Regions from separate parts of the Rattus norvegicus genome. Here region 1 is linked to region 2. A link is a contact called in public Hi-C data. All regions are on one chromosome and are shown on one strand. Each heading gives the region's core, a stretch centred on a gene start, on an enhancer-like site or on the middle of the called end of the contact. The rest is flanking DNA. Distances are from core to core; before and after follow the strand shown.

Evidence for each region. A called contact is a pair of places that touch in the nucleus more often than the background predicts.
Region 1: a Hi-C map of Schwann cells shows a contact between it and region 2, with 3 times the contacts expected there. The contact joins the promoter of Id2 here to the enhancer-like site in region 2.

What each region holds. Positions count from the first base shown.
Region 1 is chr6:47,468,636-47,474,863 of GRCr8, reverse strand. It overlaps Id2 (inhibitor of DNA binding 2), which reads left to right and starts at 3,869. Exons shown (of 3, transcript NM_013060.4): 1 at 3,869-4,280; 2 at 4,571-4,634; 3 at 5,446-5,702. The coding sequence starts at 3,933. The coding sequence ends at 4,627.
Region 2 is chr6:47,404,135-47,410,514 of GRCr8, reverse strand. Kidins220 (kinase D-interacting substrate 220) reads right to left here. Exons shown (of 30, transcript NM_053795.2): 23 at 1,224-1,402. Among named protein-coding and RNA genes, the nearest start is that of Kidins220, 60 kb to the right of the region's middle. Within about 2 kb of position 3,359, at least 41 of the 93 cell types and tissues checked have an H3K27ac peak or open chromatin away from gene starts, as enhancers often do. A contact at or near this core is called in Schwann cells, where this site is marked.

The DNA of each region.
Region 1 (6,228 bases), core at 2,620-5,119, 64 kb before region 2:
GCCCTCCCACCCTCACCCTTGGGTTTTAGGGCCAGCAGAAGACGACTCTGCCGGACAGGCGATGAATAACGGCTGCTAACACTCTCAGCGGTGGATGAGCACCCTTGAGGGATCCGGGTGCCATAAACTATCCGGAAGTGTTGGCATCTGGTTCCTAAAAGGGAGCTTTCCCTGGAGATAAACCCGGACAGAGGAGGTGTCTGTGTCTCCAGGCTGACTTACAAGTTTCTGGATTCTAGGTGATGTCAGGAAAAAACTCACACTATGAAGGGGCTAGGCCTGCGCCCCCCAGCCCCCGCCACACCTCTCACCCCCCGCCGCTCTCCTAGCGGAAATGAGCACGCAGATGCGGGAGCTGCACGCTGAGTCTCAAGAGTGGCTAGAAGACCTCAGGCAGCAGTGCATCCTACCACCTCTCAGGGTGGAGGAGGGGCTGTTCGGGAAAAGTCTGATGCTTTTTGCATAACCACTAAGGATTCCTAAGAGGATGTCAGTAGGACCGGGCGCGGGGTGGGGGTGGGGGGTGAGGGGGCCGAGGATAAGGGTCCTTCAAAGACTTTTTTTTTCTTTTGGAGTCAAAGCCATCCGGGCGAGAACCAAGAAGATCCAGAGGAATAAATAAATCTTGTCCTGCGAAGAGACAGTGACCTCCTTTGCATCCACTGCTACCCTCCCGCCAGCTCCACGCCTCTATTGCAAAAACAAATGAAATAAAGCAAAACCTTTTGCTTTGGCAAGGTCTAAGCCGCATTACCCACACCCCCCATCCCCTTTTGCGAAGGAAGAGTTCTTCTCCCTCTCCCGGCCTTTTTTATTTTTTTTTCTCTCCTCCTCTTTTACACCCCCCCCTTTTTTTCCCCTATTCTTTTCTTCTCGGTCTTCCTTCTTCCCCCAAATCACTCGAAACTTAAGACGTGCAGAGGCTGCAGGTGCGCGCAGGCTGACGGCCCGGTCAGGGCGAGCCTGGGACCGCCGGGCCTTGCAGGCATTGATCAGCTGGGCGCGCGCGCTGAGTGACGGCGCGGTTACCATGGCAGCCGCCTGAGCGGCGCCGCGAGGACAAGGCTGCAGGGCGGCGTGAATGGGCGGCGTCACGCGCCTGGCGCCAGAGAGTCTGCTCCGGGGCTCCGGCTCCGGCCCCGCCGCGGCCTGGCCCGCGCGCCGCTGCCGCCGCCGCTGCTGCCAATTCATCACCTGTCAGGGATCACTCGGGGGGTCACGGGCGGAATGGACACAGCTGTGAGAACAAAACCGAGGGGAAGAAAGGCGAGAGCTCCCAATTGCGCCAGATGTGCAGAGAAGACCTTGAGACTCGCCCCCGCCAAGCCGGCTCCTCCCGCCCTCGTGGCATCACGCGGGGATAGTAGCCAAGGTGGCTGGGCCGGGACCTGCTTCTGATTATCGCGCGTGGCCTGGACATGGTGGGGGATCCGGGGGGCTGGTAGCAGGGTTCGGGCAACTCCAAGCGGGTCTGTTGCTTTAAATGGGGGGCGTCCCGGTGGGTAGCAGGGGCGGCCAATATCACACACACACACACACACACACACACACACACACACACCGCCGGAAGCCCTTCACACCTTCCCACCACCCACGGATCCCGCCCTTTCTGCATCTGGGCGCGTCCTGCAGCTGGGACCATTTGAACTTCAGGGCTCTCAGATGAAAATCCACACCAATGAACCGATTTTTATATACCATTATAAGCCGTCCCGAAAAGGGTTCCCACCAAATCCCCAGCCCCAAAACATAATTTTAAGAAATGTCAGCCCAGGCTTGCTGTGACAGACTTACTGGTAACTCCGTCCTTTTCAGTCATTAACTTATACAGTTTCACAATCCCCTTAAAATGATCTTTAAATGAATGCAAAAACTGGGTAGTGTGCCAACAGAATCCGATTCAGCGCAGCCCGGCAGACTGGACTCTGGCATGACAGCCAGAGAAAGAAACGCCAGAAAACTTTCACCATATTTAGCAATTTTACTATATCAGGGTACAGGAATGGTCTTGGGAGAAGGCGCTCATGCGTCGTCGCTGCCAGTGTGTCGAGCGATGCTGCACAGCGCTCATTATCATCCAGCCCAGGGCCTTTCTGTTGGAATAATGAGGCTGGCACCGGTGCTAACATACGGTGTCCTTGGAAAAAGCTAAGAATGCGTCAGTACCGCAGAGATGCAATGTCCAAGAATCATAAGTAATAATTTGAGAATCCCAGAGATGTTTGTTTACATTGGCTATTATTGTAAAATACTCAGAGTATAACATCATGAACCAAAAGTGTCAAAACAAAATCTGTTCCGCTGTGGCACGTATGTGACAGAAACACATGCACACAAAGTACATCAAGAGGCTCGAACTGTGGGGGGACTCAGATAGTAAATCACTACCAGCTTAATAACAGGACAGTTGTCAATAGAACACTGTCACTGAGTTTCAGGAGGCAGTGCAAGCCTTGTGCAGATTTCTCTGCAGGGCAGAGAGTCCTGCAGCCTCCAAACTGAGATGGCCGGATTTTACCACCACTACACCACCGGACTCTGCCTCCTTAGAGAGAAGCCCTGGGGCACATGGCTGTCACGTGGAGGTCAGAGACTGCCTGGCCCACCAGCTGAGGAATTAATCATTAATTGAAGGGAAAATACTGTTTCTTCACCACGGAGCTTTGCCCGGATTCTGCATTCTTTCTCTTTATTGCATTCAGAGGATGTGGGAGATTGAGACCAAAAAAACCCTTTCTGGGCTTAAGATAAATATTGTTTTCCTCTAATACACGACTAATATACAGTAGTCTTCAGCAGAACAAGAATTCAGAAATTAAAGCGTTGGAGTCAAGAGCTCCAAACTTTTTCAAAATGTAGCTGCATCTAGGAGGGGTGCTGAAAGATTCCAAACCTCGTACGTAACAGAATTTTCTTTAAAAACAGCGATAAGCTGTCAGTCAGTAGCTAGGACCACCTACCTGACAAAGAGCTTCCCAAGAGCTGTAAGTGCTGGAATGTTGACACCAGAAATCACGATTTGCGCATAATTAATCGCATCACTTTGCCACCTACACTGAAGGGCACAGACCAAGGGCAATGTATGTAAATGTAGTTCCAGTGTGCAAACCCCACTAATGACCTTCGATTAATGGAGTCATTATACTAACTCTGCCTCGTTCTCGAGGAGGAGGGGGGGTCCCGGACGTACCAGGTCCCTCAGGGCTCCTCTGTGGTCTGAGGGAGACCGCACAGTGCTCCCTACAATTCGTGTCACTGAGTTTCCGAGAAGGCCTCCCGCGTTGCTCCAAGTTGCAAAATCCCACGCTAAACCTGCCGTGAATGTGTATGTGGGTAGGTTTCCCGCCCCTCCTCCCCTTAAATAGCTTTTGCTTTATCTTAAAAGAAGGAACTCCACAAATGTGACTTCCCAAAGGCGCGCTTCTTTTCCCTTCTGCCACGGTCGCTGTCTCCCTAACGCTAGCGACCTGTGACTTCCCGTCTGCTGTGCTGAGACCGCGGGGCTGCTGGAAACCCTGGGGCGGGGATAGCTAGCTCCGGGCACACCCCCGGGGCAGGGGTCCTGCCAGCTTTGGAAATTAGAATCAGGAGGGCACAATTGCACACTCAGGCCCCCTGGGTGCCCAGCGCACACTGTACTCAATTTACCACCCCAGCTGGGCTCTCGCCCGCTCCTCCCACCCCACGGGCATTGGCTGCGAACGCGGAAGAACCGAGAGCTCTCACTCACCAATGGGAGGATTCGCCTGGTATGATGGACGGCACCCCTCCCACCAATGGCGATTCAGGGATGCCCGATTGAGCGGCCAGGGCGAGTGCACATAAAAGACGCCCCGCCCGGCTCGCGCTTCATTCTGAACAGAGCCTGGTGCGGCGCAGCCACCTCAGCCCCCTGCGGCGGCTCCCTCCCGGCCTTTCCTCCTACGAGCAGCATGAAAGCCTTCAGTCCGGTGAGGTCCGTTAGGAAAAACAGCCTGTCGGACCACAGCTTGGGCATCTCCCGGAGCAAAACCCCGGTGGACGACCCGATGAGTCTGCTCTACAACATGAACGACTGCTACTCCAAGCTCAAGGAACTGGTGCCCAGCATCCCCCAGAACAAGAAGGTGACCAAGATGGAAATCCTGCAGCACGTCATCGATTATATCTTGGACCTGCAGATCGCCCTGGACTCGCACCCCACTATCGTCAGCCTGCACCACCAGAGACCTGGACAGAACCAAACGTCCAGGACGCCGCTGACCACCCTGAACACGGACATCAGCATCCTGTCCTTGCAGGTGAGACTCGCTTGCAAGTACCCCGCTGCCCAGATGCTCCCGGTCGTCCGAAACTGTCACTCTTAAAGCCCATCGTAGAGACAGGTTCATTAACTTTATTTTTAAGAAAACTGTGCATTGAGCGTCATGTAAGAAATCGCTACTTCTAAGTTCTGTGTGGGTTGCGTCTGGATCTGCATTGTAGCATGAACCTGTTTAATGGGACTTGTTGGCACTTTCGTAAAGGGAGGAGGGGGCTACCTTCCTTTAAGATTGCCTAATATCCTGCTTTTTATCCTCTTTCTCTCCAGGCGTCTGAATTCCCTTCTGAGCTTATGTCGAATGACAGCAAAGTACTCTGTGGCTAAATAAATGGTGAGTGTTTGCGGGTGCCTCCTGTGTGCGCGCTTCGGTAATGTACTTGTGTGTCTGTTAAATGTTTGGTTTGGTAAATGCATGCTTACTTCACCGTGTTACGGGTGCCGCTTGTCCTTCCAGAGAGGCATGAAGGGGCTTGTCGCTGTGGTTGCTCCGGATTACGGAACAGTTGCCGAGAGAGAGAGAGAGAGAGAGAGAGAGAGAGAGAGAGAGAGAGAGAGAGAGAGAGAGAGAGAGAGAGAGAGAGAGAGAGAGAGAGAGAGAGAGAGAGAGAGAATGAATATGAATATAAATGCCAGTAACTTACTATGAAGGTGTCAGGACAAAGTGTTATTGGCTTTTATGAGCCCAGTGGTGGTGCTATGAGGTACTAACCTCAGCTCTAATTAATCTTATCGCCACAAATTCCATAGTGTTCTCTTCCCCCAAAACTGAAGTCCTCTGAGATTTCTCTGGCTAGCTGAAGACGGCTACCCGGAGCCTTACCCCTGTGCTCCGGGATCCAGCTTTCCCTATCTGTTAACCAAAGGGCTGTTTTCAATCAAATAATTGTTACAAGAAGCAGACTGGCGCCTGTGAGCGCGCTGTTAGAGATCCAAATGGGAGACTGGGTTTGGGAAGTTTTCCCCTTGAGTCTCTGCTATTTTCATGTTTAATTTGTGCTGTTGGGGCCGGGTATGTGCGCCGCATCTGGACGCCAGGGTTTGGTTAAAAGCTCAAACTGTGGCTTCCTCTGGCGCCAGGCTGCCCGCCCCTGCCCTTAGGTTACAATCTCCTAAACTGCCTTCTCTCTCCCGATCTTTTGCAGGCATTTGGGGACTTTTTCCTTTTTTTTTTTTTTTTTTTATTTTTACTTTCTCTTTTTCTTTTGCACAACAAGAAGTCTACAGGATCTTTTAAGACTGTTGTTTTGTTCTGCTTTGTTATCAACCATTTCACCAGGAGAACAAGTTGAATGGACCTTTTTAAAAAGAAAACGGAAGGAAAACTAAGAGTGATCATCTCCCCCAGGTGTTCTCCGGCCTGGACTGTGATAACCGTTATTTATGAGAGACTTTCAATGCCCTTTCTACAGTCGGAAGGTTTTCTTTATATACTTATTCCCACCATGGGGAGCGAAAATGTTAAAAAAAAAAAAAAATCACAAGGAATTGCCCAATCTAAGCAGACTTTGCCTTTTTTCAAAGGTGGAGCGTGAATACCAGAAGGACCCAGTATTCGGTTACTTAAATGAAGTCTTTGGTCAGAAATGGCCTTTTTGACACGAGCCTACTGAATGCTGTGTATATATTTATATATAAATATATATATATATATTGAGTGAAACCTTGTGGACTCTTTAATTAGAGTTTTCTTGTACAGTGGCAGAGATAACTTTCTGCATTGAAATGTAATGACGTACTTATGCTAAACTTTTTATAAAAGTTTGGTTGTAAACTTAACCCTTTTATACAAAATAAATCAAGTGTGTTTGTCGATTGCTCGCTTTATTTCAGACAACCAGTGCTTTGATTTTTTTTTATGCTATGTTATAACTGAACCCAAATAAATACCAGTTCAAATTTATGTAGACTGTATTAAGATTATAATA
Region 2 (6,380 bases), core at 2,110-4,609:
ACCAGAATGCAAAAAAAAAAAAAAGTTTAAGGCCAGTTTGGGCAATTTGACAAGACCCTGTCTCAAAATAAAAGTAAAAAGGGGTAAAGGGGTGAGGCCATCTTCAGTGACAGAGTGTTTGCCTAGCATGCCCAAGGCCCTGGGCTGAATCCCCAGCATGGCCATAAAATAAATTAACCCTTAACAGTTATATTTAAGTCCTGGCTTATAAATTATGTTAAAAACCTAAAATGAAGGTGAGGGGCTTTTTTTGTTTTGTTTTCTGCTTAATTTGGAGGTCCCTATTAGAACAGAAGATTACAACACTGGCATCTGAACGTCAAGACTCTCTGTGAAAGAACAGAAGTTCAATGTCCCAAAGGGAGAAGTTGGTGAGCAAGGATCAGACACAGTGGAGTAAATAACTACTATCTCAGTGCCCCACACCTGGGGTCAACAGCCCAGTCCCACTCTAACTGAGTCCTCTGCCGATGCTCCGTTCAGATTTCTTGAATTTTCATAGAGCAAGATAAATTAGATAGCTAGGTTAGAAACAGGAAATTCTGCTGGCATGGTGGCACATGACTGTAATCCCAGCATGCCAGATGCCAAGGCAGGAAGACAACAGCGGCTCTGGGTCCAACCTCAACTCAAAACTAAAGGCAAAAAAATAAAAACAAAAGCAAACAACAACAACAGAAGGAAGGAAGGAAGGGAGGGAGGAAGGAAGGAAGGAAGGAAGGAAGGAAGGAAGGAGGAGGAAGAGGGAGGGAGGAGGAAGGAAGGAGGAAGGGAAGGAAGGAGGAAGGAGGAGGGAGGAGGAAGGAGGAGGGAGGAGGAAGGAGGAGGGAGGAGGGAGGAAGGAGGGAAGGAAGGGAGGGAGGAAGGAGGAAGGAGGAGGGAGGAGGGAGGAGGGAGGAGGGAGGAAGGAGGAGGGAGGAGGGAGGAAGGAGGAGGGAGGAAGGAGGAAGGAAGAAGGAGGAAGGAAGAAGGAGGAAGAAGGAAGGAGGAAGGAGGAGGGAAGAAGGAGGAAGGAGGAAGGGGGAGGGAGGAAGGAGGAGGGAGGAAGGAGGAAGGAGGAAGGAGGAAGGAGGAAGGAGGAAGGGAAGGAAGGAAGGAGGAAGGAGGAGGGAGGAAGGAGGAAGGAGGAAGGAGGAAGGAAGAAGGAGGAAGGAGGAAGGAGGAGGGAGGAGGGAGGAAGGAGGGAGGAGGGAGGAGACAAGCAGTGGCACTGCGGCACCCACCTGCGATGATCTCCCGAAGTTTGGGATCCAGGTTTACTGTGCACGGCAAAAAGGTCTTTACATCTCGAGCCACGAGAACTGGAGTCCTTGAAGACAAGAAGACTTCAAAGTTTCTTATATCTCCATCAATTTCAAGAAGCGGCTCAACATCTTTAGTTGTTGGGATATTCTTCGATATTCTTCAAAAAGAAAGAGATGAAAACCCCATTAGTGTTGCTCTCAGAGTCAAATTCTTCACTCTTAAACCTCGATGCTTCTGTCCACAAGGAGCACATTATACACCTGGCTCTCAGTTTAAAAATATTTTTCAGATAAGAAACCTAAAAGAGGAAAAAAATTAATAATACAGTTCCAAACAACTAAGGTGACAACGAGGAAGTCAGAACATCACTGATTTTGTCCAAGAGCAGGGTGTGGACCAGGGAGACAAAGAGAAGGGAACTCACACACTAGATACAGCCAGCGGCTCCCTCAGCTGACGAGAGCTGGCTATGAGAACGGTTGCGCCCACATCACACAGTGAGCGAGAGACTGGTTCTGAGACCTAGGCTTTTCAATGTGACACCAGCACTCATTTTTTTTTTTTTGCAGGAAAAAAAATTTTTTAATAAATCACACAAACTAAAAGTGTCAGCACAGTATTTTCTTTATAAAAAGCTATTTTCTATTGTTAGTAATATATGCTTATTGTACAATAGATATGATAAAACACAGAAGGTAGCCTGGAAAGGATAAGATTTGGTCAATCAAATATAGTAATATATTTGTATTCTTTTATTGTGTGTCCGTGTGTGTGTGTGTGTGTGTGTGTGTGTGTGTGTGTGTGTGTTTGATTTCACACAATAAGCAATTTTGGATCAATCAGAAATTCTCAAATATAAAAATAAGTGAATTTTAGTCATTAAAAGCACTTAATAGACACTGTTACAATGATCAATATGAAACTGTCTTGAAAGGAGACAAATGACCAAAATGTTCAAATTCCCGGGTTCTCCCTAAACACCATGGAGTAAGTAATCTGATCTGAGAAACATGAGAGTAAGGGAATGGAAACTACAATGGAGAAGCTCAAATAGACAGACAGGAAAATCGGGAGAAGCCCCAGTGTCCACTGACTGACAGGTAGAATGGACGGAGGCCGATACCACAGAATACAAGAAAAGGGAATGAACTAAGTTGAACTTGACAGGGGCAAATCTCATCATAAATTATGTTAAGTAAAGAATCTGGCCAATGTGCAGGAAGCAGATCACAGTTCCCATGAAAATGGGGGGTGGGGTGGGGTGGGGTGTGGGTAGGGGGAGTGACAGAGGATTACAAAGAACCTGCAAGAAACCTGCCCGGGTGGTGGGGACAGTCACTTCTGACTGTGAGGACAGCTCCTCGGATCTAGGCAACACTATCTGTGAAACTGTACGGCCTCAGCACAGTGGTTCCCTTACGGTAACTGCACCTCTGGAAGCTCTTCTAAAGCCTGGCGCTTGTTCTCCTCACAGCACTCGCCTATTACTTAAGAACACGTGCTCTTGCGTTGCACTAAGGCTCCATTTTAGGGAAAAGAACATTTTCCTGCTCTTTCCAAGCTGAGATGGAACCCTAAGATTAGCAACAGCTGCATCTTTTCTTTGGGATCAGCACTTTATTGCTGAGACCCAGAACTTGGCTGGTAGCCAGATATTAAAAGTCATCCGAGGGAAAATCCAGAGAACAAAATTAGCAAACAAGGAAAGAATGGGGTGCTCGTGAGAAAACAAGGCAAGCAATTCGTCTGTGGATTTCACAAAGTCCTGCTGCAGACCCACACATGCACAAAGCAGAAAGTTCTTTAAGATACGATTACTTTCAATACGGTAAAACAGCACTCGAACCGATTATTAAATACATTTAAGGTGTAATGAAAACCTGGAAAACAATCATGTGGTATCATTTGCAAAGGTAGAAAACATACTAGAAATGGAAGTTAAAAAGGCAGTTCATTTTTCAGGAGTGTGACAGAAAAAGAGGAGGCTAGGAAGATTAGATAAAAACACACAGCTGACAAGTCACATGAAACAAATTAACCGGATTCTAATGCCAGCATCGCTTTCAGCCTGAATGCGAACAGTGTTCTCAGCGTGGCGAACAATGCGGCTGTTCACAAGCCAAACGTCTACTGCTGCTTTCCAGATTGGAGTCTCTACTCTAACCTTTTGAGCTCAATGCATTAAGCCCTTCTGTTAAAAGAGACGTTTATGTAAATGATAATCTTTTGGCAGTGGGCCATCAAAATCATATGGGCTTTTATTTTTCAGATATTTTCTCCAAAGGTTAGCATTTAAAGAATTTAAATAACTTCACTTTTCAATTAAGAGCGAATTTAAATTTTCAGCACTAGGACTCATGTGAACTAAAGTTGCCAGCAGTTAAATGGCCCACAGAAAGCATTTTTTACAGTATCAGGCATCACTGAGCTCCCAGGAAGTTTAAGTGCAGTTTCTTTTGATGCCGCTAATCGAACACTTGTTAATGCCAACATCCATGTAAGCTAAAGCATTTTGATTACAAATGACAGGGCTTTATTATAGAAGATACAAACAAATTACTTGGCAGAATTTACATAAGCCATTCATGTCAATTCCATTCAAAGTAAGGCTCAAAATTAAGGGGAAAAATTTCCTATCTTAAAGTATAAGCAGGTCCATAATGTATAACTTATGAGAAGAACATTGTATTTTTGCTGAAGCTGGTTGTCTAATAATGTGATTATCCGATAGGCATTAAAATTAGATTTACCACACTACCTCACCCCTCATTTTTTACTCACTGATGATCAAGCCCAGGGCTTCATGAACGCTAGGCAATCCAATGTCTTTATAAACTCTTGCCTGCCTTGGAACTGTGTTACACCTGAGACACACGTAACTTCCAGAAGACCCTCACATTACTAAAGACAAAAAGCCCACCCATTCAGTTCTGGGGACGTACTTTAGAGAAAGGGCTCTTGCTTAGCGTCCAAACAGCCCCACGTTCAATCACCAGCAATGAAGGAAAAAACAACAAAAGCCAGATCAGAAACAAAGGATGCAACGCAACTTGTCTCTAAAATAATTCTAATAATATATAATAGGTGCATGTGCCTGAATGTGGATATACATGCACACGAGAGCAGAAAACCATGGCAGCCAGAAGCATTGGAGTTCTCAAACTAGAGGTGCCGTATGTGTACTCAGGACTATACTTGAGTCCTCTGGCGTTCAGTAAGTGCTCTTACCTGCTGAGCCATCTCTCTAGCCCCATCAAACTCATTTTTATGACCACTTGTTATCTGTTCAAGACAACCAAAACCCTAGACACTCCCCCTCCTGTCTTCACCCATCTAATCCGCAGTCCTCCTTTGTATTCAGCACAACCCTCTTACTTAGGGAAGCCTACCCGAAGGACAGCTCACACCCCTCTATGACAACACACCTAAAGTCCTCACACTCTCCTGCATGCCATCCATATATCTACTAGTGCAAGTGCCGTCTTCATCCTCCTCCTTCTCCTCCAGACTGTCGTTTCCATCAATGCTGGGAACAAGTTCAGCTTTGATCCCTAGTACAGCTCCAGTGCCTAGCACTTTGTCACAGCACGGGTGCTTAATAAATATCTGCCAAGTGAAGACACACACAGACAGACACACGCACATGTTCTTCCTAAATAAGTCTATCCCTTCAGAATAAAATAATTTAAATTTTACCCTTTTTTAAAACAAAGATTCATTTATTTATTATATATAAGTACACTGTCACTGTCTTCACACCAGAAGAGGGCATCAGATCCCATTACAGATGGTCATGAGCCACCATGTGGTTGCTGGGAATTGAACTCAGGACCTCTGGAAGAGGAGTCAGTGCTCTTAACCACTGAGCCATCTCTTCAGACCAATTTTACCCTTTCTGATACTGACAAAATTTTGTGCTTGAAAAAGAATAAGTGAGGGACTACAGAGAGTTCCCCACAACCACATGGTGGTTCACAACCATCTGAAATGAGATCTGATGTTCTCTTCTGGTGGTCTGAAGACAGCAGCAGTATAGTCATATACATAAATAAATCTTTAAAAAGTAGGTGGAGCATGTTGATGACTTTTGTCTGCATCGTGAGATAAGGATGAGCGTGGGAATCTATTGTCTAAGAACTGTATTGAACAGACTTGGCACTCATGCCCCAAGTGACATGCCTAAGTAGCTGTAGTTGTCTGGATTTACTCTGTTCGATTGCCTTGTGTGTGTTCTTGATCGTTCTGCCACTCTGTAGCTTGTGTGAGCTTTGAAATGGGGGCCTTCAGATTCTGGTTTTCTTCAAAAAATATTGTCCTTTCTGCACACGAAAGTTACTGGGATTTTTCAAAGATTTTTACATTGGCTCTGATGGGAACATTTGATAGACCCGATATCCCAGTTCTTTAATTTCCTTGTTCATGGACACTGAGTGTCCTCCCATTTATTTCATCTCTCTTAGCAATGTTGGCTTTTAATGAACATTCTTTAACTGCCTTGGTTAAATGAAACAATATCCTTTCAGATTATCGACATCATGAGAACAGAAGCACAAGTGATCTTTCTGCTGATCTGTATCCTGAACACTGTTGGGCTTATTGATTCTGGAAGTTCCTGTAGACTTTTGGGATACTCTCTATACAGTATCACAGTATCTGTAATTAGAGATAGTTTTACAACTACTATATAATTTGAGTCCTTTTATTTTTCTTGTCTTGTTACTCTGGCTGGAACACCAGTTGGTACAATAGAAATAATTTACTGTTCCAACCAAATATTATGTTTTTAAATCAACTTATCTATTTCTTTATTATTTAAACATATGAATGTGTTGTCTGTGTGCATGTATGTGCATTGCACACACACTTGGTGTCGAGAGAGGCATTAGATCTCCTGGACTTGGAATGGTTGGTTGTGAAGTACCGTGCTGGGAGCTGAGCCTGCCTCTGCATGAACAGCAAGTGCTGTTAACCACCGAGCTACTTCTCCAGCCCCTCAGACACTGCTCCTCACCATAAACACTGAAGTCAGTCTAAGCCAGCAAGCATATAATTCTAATGTTCACTAATGTGAAGCACACCTGACTGTCCCCACGTGACATATGAGTGCCTAATTATCTTGTCACCTGGCAAAGGCC